Regions from separate parts of the Mus musculus genome. Here region 2 is linked to region 1. Evidence: chromatin contacts called from public HiChIP or PLAC-seq data. All regions are on one chromosome and are shown on one strand. The core of a region is the stretch at or near the end of the contact, and the rest is flanking DNA. Distances in the headings are between cores, read along the strand shown. Region 1 overlaps Prex1 (phosphatidylinositol-3,4,5-trisphosphate-dependent Rac exchange factor 1). Region 2 overlaps Prex1 (phosphatidylinositol-3,4,5-trisphosphate-dependent Rac exchange factor 1).

Region 1 (6,252 bases), core at 1,302-3,801:
GGAAGAATGGCCCCCCATGAGCATAGTGGGGTCTGGAGGAATCTGGACTGGCTCTCTTCTTGCACGCAGGCCCTCACAGGCTAACTCTTTGCTTTGATGGACCTTCTCTCTTTCCTTCCTTCCTTTGCTTTTTCTTTCTTGGTTTTTCTGTTTCTGTTTCTGTTTTTTTGTTTTTGTTTTTTTGTTTTTTTTTGGAGAGACAGGGTTTCTTTGTGTAACCCTGGCAGTCCTGGAACTCACTCTGTAGACCAGGCTGGCCTCAAACTCAGAAATCCACCTGCCTCTGCCTCCCAAGTGCTGGGATTAAAGGCGTGTGCCACCACGCCCAGCTTCTTTTTTGTTTTTAAAGATTTCTTGTTGTGTGTGCGCGTGTGCGTGTAACATGTGGCTGGACTCACCCTTCATGTGGAGGCCAGAGGGGGACACTGGGTACCTTCCTCAGCCACTTTCCACTGTGGTTTTTGAGACAGGATCTCTATCTGAACCCAGAGCCCTCCCAACTGGGTCAATTGCTGGCCAGCAAGCTCTGAAGATGTGCTGGTCTCTGTCTCCCCAGCACTGGGGTTAGAGGCATGTGCTTCACAGGGCATTTATATCGGCACTGTGGATCCAAACGCAGGCCTTACTGCTTGTATGGCAGGCACTGAACCCACCAAGCCATGTCAGGTTTTTAAAGGAGTCAGAGAGCCAAGGCCGTTGTGTGGAGTTCACACATGTTAACACTGGCTTGCAATTCTGCTCCCTTACAATGCTCTCTCGACCAAGCCACGCTTGTCCGGGAGCTGCTTCTAGCCTGTGGCTGCCGGTTGGCCAAGGCGCCGAACCGCTGCCATCTGACCACGACTGTGTGTCTGCGGCTTGCAGTTCTGGAGAAGAGCGAATTCAAGGATGAGTCCCAGTACTTCCGCTTCCATGCTGATGAGGAGATGGAGGGGACCAGCAGCAAGAACAAACAGCTTCGCAATGACTTCAAGCTGGTGGAGAACATCCTGGCAAAGCGACTGCTGGTAGGAGGCTCACAGTAGGGCTGTTCTGCCTCTCTTCCCTGCCTCTCCTGTGGCCTGGGAGCTGGGCAGCTTCAGACAGTGGCCAGAGCAGGGCATGCAGCTCTGAGCATGAGTCTTGGGACAGAAAAGCCAAGTCACTGTGCTAGCCAGGACTATATTCCTCATGAAACGCTGGGGCTGCAGGAGTTCCTACCCTTTCATCTAGCCCACAGCCATTGCTTCACTGTGCCTCCTGAGTCACCTCCTCCAGCACTATAGATAGCTCTCAGGAGTTTGTGTCCTGCTCGCATCCAGGAGCCTTGAGTGTCTGCAGTTGGGACATTTACTAACCAGGTCAGCAAGGTTGGCATCCCAGCCCACCTAGCCTGACTTCTTAGGCTGGGCTTGTGGCGAGTTGTCCGGAAGAGGTCTGTCCATAGCCACTCTAACCTCTCTGGTCTGTGGTAATCCTGGGGACGGCAGTTCCCTCTGGTGCTCTAAAGCCCTCCAGTGTAACCCACCACACCTGGATAAGAGTCAGCGTCTGTCCTGAGCTCTTCCTGCCTCTCCAGCTTTGTCCCCTGGGTAACGCTTTCCTCACTGTCTGAGCCAGGCTAGTCTCTCTCCCTGGGGCTGCCTCTGGGCCTTCCCACCCCCTGTACCTGCTGCCTAGAGCTCTTTGCCCACCCGCTCTCTTCTTTTACTTTAGCCTGAGTACATTCCCAGTCACACTGTAGACTGTTTCCTTCAGTCAGCAGTAAAAGTGGGGCAGCTCAGGGGCCTTGTAGACTTGCCACACACACCCCCCGCCCCCGCAGGATCCTAGTTCTTGGGGAGAAGGGTGTTGTCGTCGCTCCCGTCTGGTTGCCATAAGTGCATCTTGGGCTTTCAGATCCCGCCACAGGAGGACGACTATGGCTTCGACCTTGAGGAGAAGAACAAGGCTGTGGTAGTGAAGTCTGTGCAGAGGGGCTCGCTGGCTGAGGTGAGACCCACCGGTGGCCACTCAGGTGGGGTGGTACCTGAGCTGGGGGTGACCCCGTGTCTCTGAGATGCAGGGTAGCTGGGAATGAGACTGCCTTCCTGGCACGTTCCACTAGCGCCACCTGCTGGGCTCTTGGAGACGTGCAGGGAAAGCAGATGGCTGGCTCCCTGCAGGGTTTCTTCTGTCTCCCAAACCCCAGTTTATGGCATCTCCTTCCACAGTCTTGTTCACATTCCCATGGTTACAAAGTGGCCACCACACTGACCTCTGTGCCGTCACAACACAGGCTGGCGCTGGCCATTTCTTCCCAAGGGAACTGCCACCCACCCTTGCCTCCTTGGGCTTTCATTTACAGCTCAGAGCCCAGCTTCCTGGTGCTTCTAGAACATTCCAGCTTCCTCGGTGAAGAGGGAGGAGGCCAGTGACACCTGTGCTTGTCCCTCCAGATGGCTGGCCTGCAGGCTGGGAGGAAGATTTACTCCATCAACGAGGACCTGGTGTTCCTGCGTCCCTTCTCTGAGGTGGAGACCATCCTCAACCAGTTCTTCTGCTCCCGCCGCCCGCTCCGCCTCCTGGTGGCCACCAAGGCCAAAGAGTGAGTGCGAGCCTCAGGCTGACTCAGCAGGTCTCCCTGGGCCTGGCCCTCCAGCATGGGGCTGCCACCTTTGTTAGTCTAATTTGATGTCCCAAGTGCATGACCAGCTCAGTTTTGGGAACACCGTCCCGTCAAGGTGGATACAGTTCCTACCTTCCATGGATTCTTGCGAAGTCAGGGGGCGGGGCCAGATATACACTGGGCAGGTGTGAGGCGTGTGCCGAGTTGGCAGTTATCAGCAGATACCTGAGATTAGAGAAGGAAGCCAGTGTATGCAGAGAGACAGTGGCCAGAGAGATGTCACTGGGGATGGAGCGATGGCTCTAGGAGACGACTTCTGGAGGACGAGGGTTCTAGAAAGATGAAGCACTCACTGCAAAGCCCCCGAGGTTGCACTGTTGGTGGCAGGTCGGAGGAGGCAGTGAGGGGGTAGAGCAGAGTTGGAGAGAGGAGACATGAGCAAGTCCCCATGGATGACCGCTGGAGAGGAAGGCTTCCCTGGGGCTGCAGGTGGAAGCAGGTGCCTTCTATGGCTGCCTGGCTTGCAGGGTCAGGGTGGGCCACATCTGGACAGAGGTGCGGTGGGCATACTTTTATTTTACTTATTATTTATTTATTTATGTATATGTACTCTGTCTGCATGTATACCTGCATGCCAGAAGAGGGCATTGGATCCCATTACAGATGGTTGTGAACTACTGTGTGGTTACTGGGAATTGAACGCAGGACCGCTGGAAGGGCAGTCAGTGCTCTTAACCACTGAGCCATCTCTCCAGCACAAATGTACTTATATTGGTTAATTATTTGGTTCCCTGCTTCCCAGGCACTTGAGGCAAATGTTGGCTGATCCTTTCACAGAGGTTGCCTAAGACCATTTGAAAACACAGATATTCACGTTAGGATCCCTAACAGTAGGAAAATTACAGTTAGGAAGTAGCTATGAAAATAATTTTATGGTTGGTGGGGTCACGAGAACATAAGGAACTGCATTTTTTTTTTTTTTTTTTTTTTTTTTTTGAGACAGTGTTTCTCTGTGTAGCCCTGGCTGTCCTGGAACTCACTTTGTAGACCAGGCTGGCCTCGAACTCAGAAATCCACCTGCCTCTCTCTGCCTCCCAAGTGCTGGGATTAAAGGCGTGCACCATCACGCCTGGCTTCATAAGGAACTGTATTAAAGGGCCCCCCAGCATTAGCAAGGTTGAGAACCGCTGGTTTAGACTCTGTTTCTGTAAGGACAGGAGATTCAAGGAAAAGGTGACAGGAAAGGCTTAGCTACTCGATGCCGGAGACGGAAGTCACCAGGGTTTAATCTTTGAGGACAGGCTCTCAGGGTGGCTCTGCTTGCCCGGTAGACATGGAAGGAGGGATCATGCTGTGTGCTGGGGACAGAAGCTGCCTAGCAGCTCAAAATGAATGATATCTGCCAATCCCTGCGGCTGGTACCTTCCCTTGGCACCCACAGCCCCCAAGCTGTGCCTCCCCTTGGTATCCGCCACTGTCTCAGCCCCTGTCTGCTTGGGTGACAGCCTTTGGTTCTTTGGGGACCTGGTTGACTGACCATGTTGATCATTGCTCCTCTCATGGCTGATTTCCAAGAAGCCCAGGGTGTTGGCGGGAAGGGACTCCTTGAGGACCCACACTCCTTTTTCTCATGGCCTGTCTCTGCCCCTGTGCCTGCCAGGACCATCAAAGTCCCTGACCACCCAGAGGCCCTGTCCTTCCAGATTCGAGGAACAGCCCCGCCGTGTGTCTTTGCTGTGGGCAGAGGTGAGCGGGAGTCTGGTGTGCAGAGCCTCTTGGGGCCACATCGTGGGCGTGGAGAGCCGCATGCCCAGTGCAAGCGACTATAGCTTCCCAGTGGCATCAAGGCCATGGTCCAGCTGTGTGAGACCTTGGCTAGAGCCTTAGGCAGTCCAGCTAGAACTGAGAAAGTGACTAACATCTACTGAGCACTTAGTAAGGACAGCCATTCCCCACGCCCAAGCTTCTAGAGTCTCTCCAGAGTCCTTTGAAGAGATGTGCTGTTTACCAACTTCACAGATGAGAATATTAAGGCCCAGAGAGGTGAAGTGTTGTGTTGTAGACGCAGGGCAGAGAGGTAGTTGGAGGCCCCTGAGACTGGGACCTGCATGGGCCAAGGTCCTCGAGGCCTGTGCATCTTAGGCTGGAGTCAGCTGGCCATTTGTTTTCATTTCTAGAGTTGTCCGTTAGCCTAGAGATGCTCACGACCCACTGCTTGGGACCTGTGGTAGGACTGGCAGGGATGGACCGTGCTAGGCAGCTATATTGTGTCCTGGATTTTCTGAGCCTTTGCCCTAAGGGTAGCTTTGGTCTCTCTCTGCGTCCTGGCTTCAGTCCGTCGCTGTGCGGGCATGCAGGGCTCCAAAAGATAGGGGTCTGAGATACCACATTGGGCCGGCTGCCTCTGCTGTATCAGCGGCAGCTCTCTGGTTGGCAGCTGAGAGGAGGCACGCTCTGGATGCAGCCATTGGCAGGGGCAGCTGGACCCTGGCTCCTCTGCCTGGCTCTGGCCTCAAGTGTTCCTGTTCCTCAGGCTCTGAGGCTGTGGCTGCCGGGCTCTGCGCGGGCCAATGCATCCTGAAAGTCAACGGCACCAGCGTGGCGAATGATGGCGCCCTGGAGGTTCTCGAGCACTTCCAGGCTTTCCGCAACCACAGGGAGGAGGCCCTGGTGAGCACTGAGCGGAAGGTGGGAGGCTGCCTGCCATCTTGGAGGCCCCTTAGACTGCTTAGGAGCACTGAGCTGAGCTGAGTGTGAAAGGCCCTTTTACAAACGGGAGTGTTGTGACTTCAGCAACGAGCCACATTAACCATAGAAATCACTTGCAGGGTTGGGTTCTGACAGCCCAAATTCTCCCCTGCTGACAGTGTGACAGACTCATGGCTACAGTCACTCTTCCATCTACACGCCTTCTCTTGACTTTGGAGATTCAGGAGAGATGAGGATATTACTTGTACCCCAGTGTTGTCAAAGCCCCGCTTCAGAGTTGGTGTTCCACCCCCAGCCAGTGGTCCCTCAGTTCCAGAGGGACATTTTGGAGATCTCTTCAGAGGTGGCCTCATGGGCAGGAATCAGGGGACCGCCTGCCTTGGCTCGTCCTCTGACAGTGGTTCTTCGCAGGGTCTTTACCAGTGGGTCTACCACAGCCACGAGGATGCCCAGCTGGCACGAGCCAGCCAGGGTGCCCCTGATGAGGACCCCCAGGAAGATGACCAGCCTGACTCAGGTAAGGGACGGGGAGTGGGAAGAGCTTCAGTTTGGGGTCACGGGGATGTCTGGTCTTTTGTGTCCCCAGGTCTCCATCCATCCCAGTTGGCCCCCTTGGTGCTGTGAGCAGCTCAGAGCAGGGCCCATCTTTAGCGGCTCACACTGTAGTGAATCTCCCTGGGCCGTGGTTCTTTCTGGGACTCTCAGCTTCTAGAAGCTCCCCACATGCCTTGGCTCCTGATTCTCTTGCTGCCTGATGGCCTAGCACAGTTTGCCCAAGTCCTAGTTTATTATCCTTGTGGCTCTGCCCCCATCTGCCCAGGGTGGCTCCTGTGATGTTCACAGTTTCTCTTGCTTTATTTTTTTAAAGCAATTTATTTATTTTTATTTCATGTGCATTGGTGTTTTGTCTGTGTGTGTGTGGTGGGGTGTTTTGGAGGTGTCAGTTTTGAGCTGCC
Region 2 (5,991 bases), core at 1,866-4,365, 100 kb before region 1:
TGTAGACCAGGCTGGCCTCTGACTCAGAATCTGCCAGCCTCTGCTTCCTGAGTGCTGGGCTTAGTGGTCTGTGCTACCACTCACTGCCTAGTCCCATATTTAGCTTTTAAAGCATAGCTTTTGGGGATTAATCTCAGGCCCCAGTGTATGCAAGGCAAGCTTGTTACCAACTGGGCCACCTCCCCAGCCCATGCCAGTGCTTTGCCCCTTCGTTAGGACACTCTGGCATAAAACACATTGGCACCAGAACACTAGAATCTTAGAACGAGGTCAGGGCCAGCCAAGGCAGAGACAGCACATTATCCATGATCTCATTTTTCCAGGAAGGGAAACCGAGGCACAGAGCTGCCCAGTGTCTGCCTTGGGATTTCATTGCTGCGAAGAGACACTATGACCATGGCAACTCTTACAAAGGGAAGCATTTAATTGGGGCTGGCTTACAGTTTCAGAGGTTCAGTCCATTATCATCATGTTGGGGGAGCATGGCAGCGTGCTGGCAGACATGGTGCTGGAGGAGGAGTCAAGAGCTCTCCATCTGGATCCAAAGGCAGCTTAAGGAGACTGTGCAGCATACTGGGCATAGCTTGAGGATAGAAACCTCAAAGCCTGCCCCCATAGTGATATACTTCCTTGAACAAGGCCACACCCACTCCAAGAAGGCAACACCCACTCTGATAAAAGCCACACCCACCCCCAAAAGGCCACACCCACTCCAAGAAGGAGTAGTCAAATACATGAGTCTGGAGGCCATTCTTATTGAAATCACCACAGTGACCCAGGGTTACCAGTTGGTTGCTGAGATGGCACTGGAGCTCACGTTTCCATATGGTGACATCACATGGTGACAGTCAGCTTTAACCCTACTGACAAGGGCCTTTGAGCACCAAGGAAATGGAGAAGGAGACTGGGATTGAGCCCTCTCTGGATGCAGTGGATCAACTGTGTGCCTGGGAACAGTGTCTTTTATTTCAGTGTCCATGACAGGAGAGGGTGGGCTGTGTGTTTCTTGTAGGAAGTCACAGTTGGGTTGACACTGTGGGTCAGGTCTCAGTGTGATTGGGGAGCTGTGATCAAGTTAGAGCACCTTCCCCATCCTTCATGGTTAGAACACAGGCTACAAATTGGGGCTCTTCAGGCCAGATCAGGCCCCTAAGTGGGTTCTGTTGGCCTGCACAGTATTTTAGATTTTTCTTATTAGTTGTCAACATTGAGAAAGAATTTTTTGAGCCTGGCAGTGGTGGTACAGGCCTTTAGTCCCAACACTTGGGAGGCAGAGGCAGGCTGATCTCTGGGTTCGAGACCAGCCTTGTCTGTACAGTGAGTTCCAGGAAAGCCAGGGCTACATGGAAAAACCCTTTCTAAAAAACCCCAAAAAGGAAAAAACCTTTTGATTAAAAAATTATTTCTTGCATGAAAATCTATTTTTATGGCTTGCATATCCAGCTGAGGTTCCTGCAGGCAGCCCTGACTACTTGAATTTTGGTTGTCAGTGCACTATCTCTGGTTTTGTTTTATAATTGAATAGTTAAGAGGATAAAGGAATATTTCTTCCAACTTGTTTTTGTCTTTTTGTCAGACACATAAGGAATGCATGTTCCTTACAGGAGAGAGGAGTTATTTTGAAGGACCATCCTTTGGTCTCCTCTGTTCCTACTGGGGCATGGGCATTTGAAGTGGAGGTGCCAGCCAGCTCTTGGGTGGTCCTTCTCTGTCTCTGTGTGGAGAAGAGGGAGAAGGTTGTCTCCAGAGGGGCTGATTCTGTGGCCCAGCCTCTATTTCCTGTAGCCTGTGGGCAGTCTCTTTTGCAGTGTCAGCTGTGGTACAGGATGCTCTCACGTCCATCTGTCCTACAGACTGCTCCATGTCCCTTTGGGAGGTCCCTACAGTGAAGAAGCAAGGGGTTTCCCCCACAGTGTGATGAACCGCTCAGGTGCTGTCAGGTCTTCCTGCCCTTACATCTAGAGCCGTTGTCCTTGGCTCGCCCTAGTCTGTGTTTTTGAAACAGTAGTCACCAGCAAGAGCTGTCTGTCTGTCAGGATTCTTTGTGACAAGTGACAGAAAAACCCACCCCAACAGCCTCCAGTAAGAACAAGAACTGGCAGCTAGCAAGATGGCTAAGCAGGTAAGGGTGATCACTACCAAGCCTGATGACTTGAGTTGATTTCTTGGACCTATGTGTTGGGAGGAGAGAACTGATTGCTGCAAGTGTGTGCACACATGTATACACACACTCACCCACACACACTCTCTAAATACAGTTAAAAATATTAAAAACAGGGCGTAGTGGCTAGCCTGGTATACATAGTGAGTTCCAGGATAGCCAGGGCTACATAGAACCTGTCTCATACAAACAAGCAAGCAACAAACAAACATATAAACAGCAGCAGCAGCAGCAACAAAAACCAGGAACAGAGAGGCCTGGGTTACAAGAGAGTCCATCATGTCCTGGGTGGGCTCCGATTTGCTATCACAGGCCCTGTGCCCATGTCTGATCCTTCACTGAGACTCGGGGCGGGACTTCCCTGCACCCATTGGAGGTGGGGGGGAGGGGTGGTTCCTAGAAAGAAGACCCCAGAGCATTGGGACCATAAAGGGACGGATGCTGGATGCTGGGTGGACTGTTTCTTCTCTCAGCTGGGGCTTCTTCCCTTGCCTCTCCTTTGCCTTCTCGCCACCCGCCTGCTTGCTTTAAAAACCACAGTCACACTGCCTCTTCCCCTGCTGTTCTAGCTCTTTCCACCGATCTCCTAAGAGCACCGGTGGTTACAGGTCTGAAGTGCTGTGCTTCGAGCACAGTGGCCTTCCCAGGAACTAAGTGGGAAGGTGTTCTCCAGTCACTTCGTTGTAAGAGAAAGGTTTTGTTTGTAACCTGTCCAGGCTCACACCAGCTGTGTGTTTGCATCTGCAAATGGTGGGAATTCTTGGGTCAGAGGATGAAGTGTGGAGCCAGGCTTCCAGTGCTGGGCCCAGCCTGAGCTCACAGCTAGTGTTTGTGGAGCGAACCAGCAAAACCAGCAGGGGCTTGGAGCCCGCTCCAGGTCTGCTGAGGCGTCTGGGCCTGAGGTCAGCCCCAGTGGGAAGCATCCTGTTCTGCTGTGCCCTCCCCTCCCCACACAGGGAGATCTGAATGAACAGAACCCAGAATGTTCCGGCAGCGCTGGCTCCCGCAGCAAGTGACAAAGGCATCTTTGTCCGGTCCCGGGTGTGAAATCATTCCACAGGGGGGATAGTGTAGGCTCTGGAGTCAGCTTGCCAGGGAGGGAGGGGCTGGGCTAAGGTGTCCCCATCCCATGCCCGTTCCTGTAATGGGGTAGCGTTTCCCCTACCTACTCTCACTTTCATCTGGGCCAGAATGCTTTTTTGTCCCCTTGCCCTAGGAGGAGAAGATAGGTCCTAAGTCTTTGAACAGTCTAGAGAAGTGCTCACCCACTGAACTACCCCCTCCTTGCAGTGCCCCATCCCTTTATTTCGTGAGAGAGTCTTTCGGGGTAGCCCAGGCTGGCCTCAAATGAACAGACTCAGGTTTGCAAGCCTGTGTCCCAGTACCCAGCCAGTATGCTCCAGACTCCGCAGATCTTGTGGGCTGAGAACGATGCGGGGCTGCCATTCTGCTGAGAAGGCGCGTGTCAACGTCAACCTTCTGTCCTTTATACCACAGTGTGCACAGCAGCTGTGAAACCAGGCTGGCATGGCTGCAGGGGACAGGCAGGGGACAGGCAGAGCGGCAGAGTGTTAAAATAGCTTGGCGGTGACTTTAACACCCTTGGCTCAGTTCCCTTGGGAATCTCTCAAGGGGGAAGAAAAAAAGCCCGTGGGTGCGCAGGGGAGATGCTCAATGGGTAAGAGCGCTTGCTTTGAAAGTGGGAGGCCCTGAGTTTGAATCCCCTATACTCATGTGAGAAGCTACACAGGGTTAGAGGTGGGGCCAGAGGGAGGCACATTCCAAGAGCTTGCTGGCCAGCCTGCCTAGCTGAAATGGTGAGTGTCTGGTTCAGGAGAGACCCTGCCTCAGAGCACCGAGGTGGAGGAGAGTGAGGGAAGATACCAGAGGCCCTGATCTGTCTTCTGCATGCGCACTTATTGGTGCACACACGTACACACTCACACACTCACACACACACACACACACACACACACACACACACACACTCACATATACATGTGCACACACACATGCGCACACACAGTGCATATGAAAGATGTAAAGCTGTGGAGATTTTTTTCCAGCTGCATTTCTAATGACACAGTAAAATGATAACCAACAGGTAAACCGCAGAGGTGGGCATTAGCAAATAGCTTGTTAGACCATCAAGCGTGCTTTGCAAAGAATGTTCTTGACCTCTGACCTCTCTGTGGATAGGAAGGCAGCTAGAGTAAGTGAGAAAGGCAATCCCAGTGTTTAGGGGGAAAACAACAACAACAACAACAACTACTACTACTACTACTACTACTACTACTACTACTACTACTACTACTACTAAACAATAATAGCACAGAAGCTGGGCTTAATGTAATCCTGGCAAAGGAGGCAAAGGCAGGAGGATCAGGCAGGCTTTCAAAGTCGTCCTCATCTACATAGCATATTTGAGTCCAGCCTGGGCTACATTGGATTCTATCTTAAATAGAAGAGGAAGAAGGAAAAGGGGAAAAAAAAAAGCACTAAAAGGCTCTTTGGGTGGGCATGTCAGTTGGCTTTCTGTTGTGGTGACAAAGCATCCGAGAACGTCAGTTCATGGTATTTGAGGTCTCGGACTTGGGGTTGGTCCAGTCACCTGTGATAAGGCAGTACGCCACGGCTGTGGGAACAGGTCCATGAGACCCGCTCACCTCAGGGCTGCGTCCCCAATATCCATGAAGTAGTATCTCTCCAGAGAGCTGGCTTCCTTTCCGCAGGCCATGCCTCCTAACGGTTCTGCCACTTCTGGGTAGCATCCAGGATGGTGACCCAGGCTTTGGGGGTGGGGGTGGGGGTGGGGGTGGGGGTGGAGGGACACTTGAGATCTAACTTACTGTCTGTGGTGGCACGGGCGGGTCATTCAGGAACTGGAGCTGGGGCACCAGGCATGTGAGCTCAAGGACAGCTCTTAGAAAAGAACACCCTCATCACAGAGAAAACTACTGCAGGGCACCAGGCTGCCCACCACAGGGGGCCTCAGGCAGAGAATGGGGAGAGATACTTTGTATATTTTGGTGCATTGCTGCCTTAGTTATAATTAACAGATTTGCAAATGAATGCAGAATACATTAATAATAACTCAAGCTGTATCATACATACTGTAGTCTGTGCATACCAGGCTCTTCTTTGAAATGAGGCAGGCTGGGATTTTCTGCACTGCTGTTTGGTACACATGTGTTGGTAGGTAGTGTGCAGGACGCCCCCTGGGCCCTCTGTGAGCCCCTAGTCTTGTGGGGTCAGGGACAGAGAAGACAATTGCATTATAATTGTTGTATGCGGGGATCAAGGTTGTCCTCACCCTGTGGCCGCCTCTGCCTGGTGTTTTCCATTGCTCTCTCTCATCCCTTCCCTGTACCCAGTGTGGCCCTTTGTACTGCTGGCCCTGACAGATCCCAACACAGCGCAGCTCTGTTTTTGGCCCCACTCTGCTGGGATGTTGCTGCCTAGGGAGGTCCCTTCCCTGACCATCCTGCCCGTGTGTTGATAGGAGTTGGTCCATTGGGTCCTCACAGGCTCTGAATGTCCTGAGACCTGCACATGTGTGGCCCTCCTCGCTCCTGTCACTTCACTCCGTTTTTATGGAACCTTTGTGCAGTACACCTTGACCTTGGCATTGCAGATAGAGCCGGTGGCTTGGTTCAGAGTGGGTCTTGAGGTCCGTGATCCCTTGTCAGAGAACTTTCCAGACTGAAGGCTCAAAGTATGGAAACTTGGTTTTATCTTTCTCCTCATACCCGGCTATGTGACTTGGAAGCAAGGTACATCTGTGTGTCTGCCTGCCTGCCTATTTGTCTGTCTGTCTATGCATCTGTGTA

The links. HiChIP or PLAC-seq counts read pairs in DNA pulled down with a chosen protein or histone mark.
Region 2: a contact with region 1 is called in an H3K27ac HiChIP or PLAC-seq map of stem cell-derived neural progenitor cells. The contact joins two enhancer-like sites. A contact is called at or near these places in 3 of 15 datasets of contacts at CTCF or cohesin (the NIH/3T3 cell line, embryonic stem cells and large pre-B cells), 38 of 484 Hi-C or Micro-C datasets (the 63-12 cell line, B cells, the BV-2 cell line and 28 more), 8 of 115 datasets of contacts at active chromatin or transcription factors (double positive thymocytes, embryonic stem cells, epiblast stem cells and 4 more) and 4 of 9 other capture datasets (adipose tissue, embryonic stem cells, liver and 1 more).

Annotation. Positions count from the first base shown.
Region 1 is chr2:166,588,515-166,594,766 of GRCm38.p6, reverse strand. It overlaps Prex1 (phosphatidylinositol-3,4,5-trisphosphate-dependent Rac exchange factor 1), which reads left to right. Exons shown (of 40, transcript NM_177782.3): 16 at 865-1,007; 17 at 1,879-1,971; 18 at 2,418-2,566; 19 at 4,248-4,333; 20 at 5,121-5,257; 21 at 5,708-5,813. Among named protein-coding and RNA genes, the nearest start is that of Gm29679, 27 kb to the right of the region's middle. Within about 2 kb of position 2,551, at least 18 of the 459 cell types and tissues checked have an H3K27ac peak or open chromatin away from gene starts, as enhancers often do. A contact at or near this core is called in cerebral cortex and stem cell-derived neural progenitor cells, where this site is marked.
Region 2 is chr2:166,689,480-166,695,470 of GRCm38.p6, reverse strand. All of the region lies in intron 1 of Prex1 (phosphatidylinositol-3,4,5-trisphosphate-dependent Rac exchange factor 1), which reads left to right. Among named protein-coding and RNA genes, the nearest start is that of Gm50596, 10 kb to the left of the region's middle. Within about 2 kb of position 3,115, at least 76 of the 459 cell types and tissues checked have an H3K27ac peak or open chromatin away from gene starts, as enhancers often do. A contact at or near this core is called in cerebral cortex and stem cell-derived neural progenitor cells, where this site is marked.